2 separate regions of the Mus musculus genome follow, and region 2 is linked to region 1. The links are chromatin contacts, called in public HiChIP or PLAC-seq maps. All regions are on one chromosome and are shown on one strand. The core of a region is the stretch at or near the end of the contact, and the rest is flanking DNA. Distances in the headings are between cores, read along the strand shown.

Region 1 (4,526 bases), core at 661-3,160:
GAGAGGGACTTGCTTGACTTGCTTGCATAGCTAAAGGCTTCTTGGTCTCATGTCTTCACTTCTTCGAGAGAGGCACAGCCAAGAAGAGAATTTTTCCTGGTGTTCCTATTGGCCCTGGTCACTCCGATTTGGCTGAAGCTGGGCTCTTCCTGCTAGGTCGTGCCACCTTAAGAGCTCGCCCTGGTGACGTGGGTGCAGGAGTGCTGGCAGGCTGACCAAATCAGCCACCATCCAGGCCCAGATCCAGAGCTGTGAGTTGACCCACCCAAACATCTACCCCCTCTATGAGCTGCTGGAACACGTGAAGGGGCTGGTCTTGCAGATCCAAAGCTGAGGGAGCGCCATGACACAGGGTAACAACAGGATGTCCAAGAGGAGTGCCAGTGAGGATCCAGTAGCAGAAGCCAGATGCCTCGAACCATTACAATCAACATTTAGAAGATGTTTGGACCAAAGGGCACACTGTGACACACCACAGCTTCCACTATGAGATTTTGAATTTTTTTTTATTTTTATTTTTTTAATTTTCTTTTCAGGAGGGGCTTGCAAGGGCAGAAGGTAGATATGTGGGGACAGGACAAGAAGATGAATAGGATTGGTGTGCCTGATGTGAAATTCACAAAGAGTAAAGTTAAATAAATAAACCTTTATAATCCATCAGTGTGACAGAGGCCCAAAGAGAGAAATAGGTTTGACCAAGGATGTAAAGTGTTTCATAGTAGAGTCAGACTAGAAAGACCTCACCAAAGCACTGGGCAGTGGCGGTGGCGCATGCCTTTAATCCCAGCACTCGGGAGGCAGAGGCAGGCGGATTTCTGAGTTCGAGGCCAGCCTGGTCTACAGAGTGAGTTCCAGGACAACCAGGACTACACAGAGAAACCCTGTCTCGGAACAAATGGGAAAAAAAAAATCCCAGCACTCAGGAGTCAGAGGCAGGTGGATATTTGAATTTGAGGCTAGCCTGGTCTACAGAGGGCATCCTAGAACAGCCAGGGATACACAGAAAAACCCTGTCTCAGAAAAAAAGGAAAAGAAAGAGGAAGGAAGGAAGGACTATCACCCCTCCTCTACATAGGCATTGAGACTTGCTGAATCTCCTTCAGTGGACCCAGGGGATTGAGCCCATTGGGGCTCACACACTGGTGAAGTGCCTAGTCCCTAGAAGGCAACATGAGCTGTAAAAGATCCCTGATGTCACCTTTTGAACACTGGAAAGGGTATCTCAGTCATTCAGGGAAACTAGGGGGTTGGGAATGCAGAGATAGGGGAAGGGGTGCTGCCTGGGGAAAAAAATACCAAGAGCAAAAGGGGAAAGAAGGAATCCAGGAAGCCCAGGGCAGAGATACAGGCAAGAGGAATGGTGATCTGGGGAGGGGGGGTGGGGACACAAGGAGATAGAAAGACAAACACGGAATGTCAGTGGGCTTTAAATGGTGCCTGGCCTGGGATCCGGACTACTGTCATGTACCCCAAGCAAAAGAAACCTGTCAGGGCAGGGAAGAAACATTAATCCCTGTGTTCACTAGCTGTGTTGTCCTTGGCAGGCCTCTTGGACTCTCTGAGCCTTGAGTTACAGAATCAAATAGCAGTTGTCTTTCATAAACTGGGCTGTCAGTGGGATCAGTTAGTGGTCAGTCCTCCTGCAGACTCCCCCACTTTCCCTGCTGGCCACTCTAGTTGTGTCCCTTCACCCAGGGCTAGCTATGTATACATCTGTCCTGCATCCAGAATCCTACCTCTTCCCACCTGGACCCCAGCTAGGGCCACACTGTAGCATTCTGGGAGGGCCTCCCTCCAGGATTTGAGCCAATCCTGAGAACCAAATGAAATGCTGGAAGTGATGGACTCAGATCTTCCCAAGACACCCTATGGAAGAGAGAGATTCACATCTGCACCTCCCCAATCCTGCTCTGCCCCACCCCATCCTCTGAGAGGTTAGTGCTCCACCCCCTTTTCCTAAGCTCTGGCCTTGCCTGCCTGCTTCACAAGGAGCCGAATGTTATTTAAAAGATCAGGAGATTTGCCTTAAATAGGCATGGAGTGTTGTGCCAGGGCCGAGGATGAGGGGTGGGAGGAGGCAGCTCTGGTGGAGGAGAGAGCAGGGCTTCTCCAGGGCCAGAACAGCCTTTTTATACCGAGCACAACCCCACAGTTCCAGCCGATGGCATGATCTTTAAACCCCAGGGGTGGAAAAAGTATAGAGGGCAAAGCAGACAGTGCTATGACTCCCTGACACTGGTTCCTAGAGCTTTGGTCCTGACCTTGGGCTGCCTGCCCCTGTCTGTTCTCCCTGCCCCGGCTTGTAAGTAACTGGATGCTTGCCTCACTCTGAATCTCCCCAGGTGAGCTGGTTCTCTGCTTCCTGAACCCAACACCAGTGAGGAAAAAAGTGAAGGGCCACCTGGGGATGTGGCAGACATCTGCAGGGATGCTGAAAGGCAAAGGGAGGGAGCTGAGGCCAAGGGGCTGAGGAGCGAAAGGTGGGCTGGTCTGTACAGCAGCACATGCGCAGCTAGCCCCTGTTTGAGGAGGGAAGCGTAGGTATATAAGGTAGGAAGTAGCGTCTTTAGGTAATAAGAACCAATCTGGGGGGTTTCCCTCTTGCTAGCCCCAGTTTGACACCCCCCACCCCCACCCGGTGCCTTTCGGGAATTTAATTTGTTTAACTGAGATAAGTTCAAGGCTGGCCTTGAACTTCCAGAGACTTATCTGACTCTACTTCCAAAATGCTGAAGTTAAAGGCGGTGCACTCTAAGGCTGTGTCTCCAGGCCCAGTCTTTCTGATTCTGTTGACTGGCTGATCAACAGATGATCAAAACAGGGTTCAGAGGACTTAAGCTGAACCTCTGAAGTCACAGTTGAAAAAAAAAAAAAAGGGAGAGCCAGTGCTTAAAACACAGGAATCAGCCTTTGTGAACCCTGTAACTGGGGCTTATGTTAGACCCGGTTACCAACCGCAGCCTTGACCAGGTACCTAGCTGTTCATACACCAGGGCGCTTTCTCCATAAAGTAGAAACAGTAGTCCCACCCTCCCCCCAGAAAAAGAACAAGGGGTGGGGGTTAAAGAACCCTAAACATGAGCTCCTGTGCACACACCCAGTGGAGGCTTCTGAATAACAGCAAAACCCCTTCTAGCTCAACACCGACTCCGCCCCCAGCTCCTGAGGTGAGGGTGTGCCCCACTCAGGCTGGAGACTTCGGGACAAAAGGATTTGCAGGCTCCAGGGAAAACTTGATTCTTTGGTGCCCTCTAGTGGTCTACGTGCTTGGAGTAGCCAGTAGGGATGGGTAAGATATACCAGGGTCTTACAAGGCATAGCGTCCTAAATAGCTGACCACCCCACCCAGGCAGGAGATGGGATTATACTCGCATAGTCCATGAAATGTTCAGAGTGTCTTCTTTATTGATTGATTGATTGGTTGGTGTTGTTATTTTATGTTATTTTATTTTTGAGATACGTTTCTCTGTAACTGCCCTGGCTGTCCCTGAAACTTGCTTTGTACAGAGGCTGGTCTAGAACTCACAGAGATCCACCTGGCTCTGCCTCCTGAGTGTTGAGATTAAAGGTGTGTGTCACCAGCATCTGGTCATTTTTTGTTGTTTGGGTTTTTTGGTTTTTGTCTTTTTGGTTTTATTTTTTGAGACTGGGTTTCTCCGTATAGCCCTATCTACCCTAGAACTTAACTCTGTAGACCAGGTTAACCCCAAACTCAGAGATCCATCTGCCTCTGCCTCTGCCTCCCAAGTGCTAGGATTAAAGCCATGCCTGGCTAGAGTGTCCACTTTTTTCTTTAAAGTGGCCACATTTTTTTTTGTTTTTTGTTTTTTTTTAAAGATTTATTTATTTTATGTATATTAGTATACTGTCACTGTCTTCGGACACACCAAAAGATGGCATTGGATCCCCATCACAGATGGTTTTGGGCCACCATATGGTTGTTAAGAATTGAACTCAGGGGGCTGGTGAGATGGCTCAGTGGTTAAGAGCGCCAACTGCTCTTCTGAAGGTCCCAAGTTCAAATCCCAGCAACCACATGGTGGTTCACAACCATCCGTAACAAAATCTGATGCCCTCTTCTGGGGTATCTGAGGATAGCTACAGTGTACTTACATATAAATAAATAAATAAATAAATCTTAAAAAAAAAAAAAAGAATTGAACTCAGGACCTCTGGAAGAGCAGTCAGTGCTCTTAACCACTGAGCCCTCTCTCCAGCCCGAGTGTCCACTTTTTAAAATGGTTGTGCTGAGAGCTGTGGAAATACAAAAGTACCTCAGCCAGGTCTCTTGGGACCAGGAGATCAGCCTCATCCTGAGGCGATTTATTAAACTATTAGCCACCTCAGATGGAGATCCCAGGGGTCACTGAGGCAAGGGAACAAGCAGCCAAAACTAGGGCTCCCTCTCTGCCAGAGGCACTTTTGAGAAGTGTCAGGCACTGTGGCAAGCCTATCTCCTGCCTGCTTCCTGACTGACTCACCTGGTGAGTTTTCATGCCATCCTCTTAAGGACAGGCCTGCTTGAA
Region 2 (4,526 bases), core at 719-3,218, 300 kb before region 1:
TAATAAAGCCGGGCAGTGGTGGTGCATGCCTTTAATCCCAGCACTGGGGAGGCAGAGGCAGGCGGAGCTCTGTGAGTACAATACAACCTGGTCTACAGAGTGACTTCCAGGCCAGCCAGAGCGTGAGTGTGTGTGTGTGTGTGTGTGTGTGTGTGAGACAAAAACAAAAACAAAACAACAACAACAACAACAACAACAACAAAAAACCCAAACCTCGAATTCCTGCCGTATACTATTTGAATATTATCAGTTTCTTTTTCAAAAATCCCCTTCCACTAAGTTGGGCTCCCTTAACTATGTTGACTAATGACAACCTTGAAATTCAAAGGTGCTTGTTTTAAATGGAGTTATATAAGTAATCACCTCTCTTTTGACACTGACTAGAATTTAATTCCTCCTTGTGAAGAGGCTGAAACTGTTAGTCTGTGACTTGACCAAAGTCAACAACTAGTTAAGAGGCAAAGGCGGGTTCATTCCCAGAATTATCTTTCTCAAAGCCAATACTTCCACTTGAACATAATTATCTCCTTAAAAGATTAAGAGAGAGTTCAATCATTGGAAAGGGACTCTTGTCCCTTGTCTCTCTAAATGTTCACTAGTTCTTCTAAGACATATACTATACTTCCTACAATTCAGTCACTTAAACAAAATGAAGATAGCATTTCTAATTCGTTTAAACCACAAAAGGATTACTGGCAGGTGAGAAAGAGGTTGAAAAAGGCTTGCCTAAACATGTCTCATCTAGACCTCTAAATATGGATTTCCTAGTGGTTTTTTTAAAGCATGCTCATTTACAAGGCTACGTTTGAATATAGTCAGATGCCTTCCAGTATTGCATTTTCTAAGAAAATTCATACCAGACTCATATCGGTCTGGGAGACTGCTAGAATATGCCATTCTGGCACTTTGCAAATATCCGAAAAATCATCCGGGGGCAACAAACCCAGTTTCACACTCTTGTTTTACGACGTGATGCGTACCCACTTAGGGGACAACGCTCCTATAGGGCGCCCTGCCGAGAGAGCAATAAAGGAAGAAGCGGGGGAAGCGCACGGAAGTTGGGTGGAGGGAGGTCTCATTACCCACTCTTCTGCCCTACCTCTGCCAAGGGCGGCTCCACGGTGCCCAGCCGACACGAAACCCTTACAAGCCCTCGAAGCCCGGCTCTGTCCCAACAGAGAGTCCGGGACGCGGACAATGTGAAGCACAGGATGACCACAGTCACCTCTCCAAGTCTATACCCTTGATTTCGGCCCTGGATGATGCTCCCCCTTCTTTTCGGAGCTGGCACTCCAGGTGGGAAACTCCCGGTCTGCATTGGCCGAAGTCCCTGCTTCAGAAAGGGCGCCTCCTGCGACCGGGTCTAACCCGCAACCCGCAACTCTTTGCACGCAGGGACCCTGGTCCCTCTGTCCCGCCCCCGCAACCCTCCACGGACAGGCCCGCGCCCCACCCGGGATTCCCGAGTCCACTGCCCCGCCCCAGCGAAGGGCTCCTAAAGCCCCCACCCCACCCCCCCCACACACACACGTACACACACACACACATCTCAGACTCCAGTCTCCCAGACCCAGTCGAAGCCAGAGTACCTACCTAAATCAGCGGTGCTCCAGTGTTCCAAGGGGGCGGGCGCGGTCCCCTCCCCGAGGCGCCTACTGCTTCTCTCAACCACCCCTTAAGCCGCAGCTTTGCTTTCCCAGGAGCGGGAGGGAGCGGAGGGAGCGGAGGAGGCGGAGGGGAGGGGGAAGACCAGTTGAGGGGCGGCCGAGCCAAGCCGGAAGTACTAATGCAGGTCCCACCCACCTCCTGGAGCCGCAGAGCATCCTCGTTCTTCTGATAGGACAAACCCCTGTCGTCGCTGTGAAATTCAGACCACCACTTCCGGGTCGTTAATGCTGCGGCCCCTCCTTAGCAACAGCGTGGGGTTGCTAAGCGGAAGTGCCTTTAAATACCCCCCTTCCCCCCCCATTTCTTCGGGGACTGTTGGTAAGTGGGTTGGGAGCTTCGTTTTCTCATTTGGAAATGTTTTTAGGCCTTTAGTTTACAATGTTAGGCCAGGTAAACCCTTCGCTGCAGCAGGTAGTAGGCCCAACGTAGCTGCTTCCATCAGTTGGTCTCTGACACCAGCTCCAAACTACACACACCTCCTGGAATCCTGGGCCATCTCGGCAGCTCCTCCCAAAGCTCCTCTCCAGGCCCCTTGCGGGAGCTTCTTTCTCACTGTCTAGCAAGCATCTCCCTCTGGTGGATTTCCTGTCGTTTCAACCAGACTTTTGCATGCATTTCGTTCTGAACCGGCTCCAGAAGTCGAACAGTGAAGTGGGTAAGAAAGTTTTGTCTTACCTTGTCTTTTCTTTTTTCTTTTTTTTTTTTTTTTTAAGGATTTAACGTTTTTATGTGTGACCTGGAAATAACCTAGCTATATTTGAGTCTATGAAAATTGACCAGAGTAATATTATTATTGTTATTCCATAAAACGGGGGAGTTGGGGGAGACAAAGAATGCCGGTAATCTCGCTTGAGTAGGAAGACAACTAAGCCTCCCATCAGAATAAACCAACATACCTATACGGTGACTAAGAAAGGTGTCCATAAAAACCCTCATTTAGGCTGGGGATTTAGGTCTGTGATACAAAACTTGCCTGGCATGCCCAAGGTCTTTAGTTCGATTCCCAGGCATCGAAGAAAGGAAGGGAGGCAAGGAGACTCATTTACTGGACATGACAAGCAGACCTGTAATGCTTAGACTCCAGAGGAAAAGCGAGGATAGTAACTCCAAGGCCTAGACTACATGGTCAGTCCCAGTTTTAAAACATTTTACCTAACATACCCGAGGCATAAGTTCACTCTTTGAAAAAACTGGAAAACTATGGTGGAGACCAAAGCCAACAAAATAACCCCCTGTAACGACCCCTATAATTATAGTAATTATATTTTTAGAGAAACCTGGGGTGGGGGATAAAACCATCACTTGACTGTATTATTTTTTGAGTCTGAATCTCACTTTGAAGCCCTGGATGACTGATCAGGTAATGTCTATGTAGACCAGGCTGGCCCTGAATTCAGAGACCCACCTTCCTCTTCTCCCAGGTGCTGGGATTTAAAGCGTTCACTACCGGGATGGACCGGCTTTCCTATTTTAACTTTAACTTCTGAATTTTTCTCATCTACATCAGTGGATACACTTGCAACTGTAAGACCCGATTTTATTGGTCACAAAATTATTAGTAGACTGTTGTTTACCTCAGCTAAGACAGAAAACTAATTTTGGTAATTGAAAAGTAACACTAGGCCTTTTCATTTCCTAGACTCATAGGATGGCATTAAATTGATCCATCCTAGGCAGTCAACTCTGCAAAGCTTTTAAGAAACCACTTTAGGCTCAAATGTACCAGCAGTTGGTTATTAAGTCTAAAATAGTTCCATTCCCTACCCCCACCATCATCGTGTATACAATTGGAAATACACACACACACACACACACAAACACACACACACACAATCTGGGTCAGTGATGAGTGTTACAGTAGTTTAGTATTTCACCTGCCAGCAGGTCTAAATTCCAAACTTTAAATTCTAAAATAAATATAAGTCCAACATGCAACAGTTTACAATACATCTAAAGAACTAGAACATGTTTATGGTTTAAAAAAATGTGGCCTATAGAAATTGGTGCCTCATCAAATAAAATTCAGTTAGAACTAACCATAAGCTTAAGCTAATGTGGAAATGCACCTTCATCTGCAGAGCTCTCTGTCCACTGCCTGAGGTGGTTTACAAGCAGCATTTAGCTCCTTTCCTATAGCCTTGGGGTTTTTTAATTCACTGTTCTATTAATATATGAAAATCTGGATTGAGTCCTAAATAACCACATGAGCTTTTTTTTTTTTTTAAAGATTTATTTATTCACTTAATGTATGAGTACACTGTTGCTGCCTTCAGACACCCCAGAAGAGGGCATCGGATCCCATTACAGATGGTTGTGAGCCACCCTGTGGTTGCTGGGAATGGAACTCAGGACCTCTGGAAGAACAGTTGGTGCTCTTAACCACTGAGCCATCTTTCCAGCCCCACATGAGCTTTTGTTTGTTTGTTTGTTTTGCTTTTCGAGACAGGGTTTCTCTGTGTAGCCCTGGCTGTCCTGGAACTCACTCTATAGATCAGGCTTGCCTTGAACTCAGAAATCCTCCTGCCTCTGCCTCCCAAGTGCTGGGATTAAAAGCGTGCACCACCACCATTGCCTGACCACATGAGCTTTTATAATTCTTTCATTTTCAACATAGTCATGCTTAGAGGCCTGGGAAGGTGAGTTGCAAAGTCCTACACTACAACTGCCTATGTGGGCTTAACTACAAAAATCTTATTCTCTTTATTATATTTATTTGTGTATGTGTTGGTGCTGACATACCATTGTGAATGTGGAGGTCAAAGGATGTGTTGAAGGAGTCCCTTCTCCTTTTCAACCATATCGATGGTCTAGAGACTGAGCTCAAGGCGGCAGGTTTGGCATTGGTAGTCGCTCTACCC

What was found. HiChIP or PLAC-seq counts read pairs in DNA pulled down with a chosen protein or histone mark.
Region 2: a contact with region 1 is called in an H3K27ac HiChIP or PLAC-seq map of embryonic stem cells, with 6 times the contacts expected there. The contact joins the promoter of Trip4 here to the enhancer-like site in region 1. A contact is called at or near these places in 2 of 39 promoter capture datasets (second pharyngeal arch cranial neural crest and stem cell-derived epiblast-like cells), 1 of 15 datasets of contacts at CTCF or cohesin (embryonic stem cells), 6 of 484 Hi-C or Micro-C datasets (all in embryonic stem cells), 20 of 115 datasets of contacts at active chromatin or transcription factors (the 230-238 cell line, the SCID.adh cell line, bone marrow-derived macrophages and 12 more) and 2 of 9 other capture datasets (adipose tissue and embryonic stem cells).

The regions. Positions count from the first base shown.
Region 1 is chr9:65,604,360-65,608,885 of GRCm38.p6, reverse strand. No RefSeq gene overlaps it. Among named protein-coding and RNA genes, the nearest start is that of Pif1, 19 kb to the right of the region's middle. Within about 2 kb of position 1,910, at least 45 of the 459 cell types and tissues checked have an H3K27ac peak or open chromatin away from gene starts, as enhancers often do. A contact at or near this core is called in embryonic stem cells, epiblast stem cells and stem cell-derived epiblast-like cells, where this site is marked.
Region 2 is chr9:65,906,236-65,910,761 of GRCm38.p6, reverse strand. Trip4 (thyroid hormone receptor interactor 4) reads left to right here and starts at 1,968. Exons shown (of 14, transcript NM_001357872.1): 1 at 1,968-2,323. It overlaps Csnk1g1 (casein kinase 1, gamma 1), which reads right to left and starts at 1,752. Exons shown (of 14, transcript NM_173185.2): 1 at 1,594-1,752.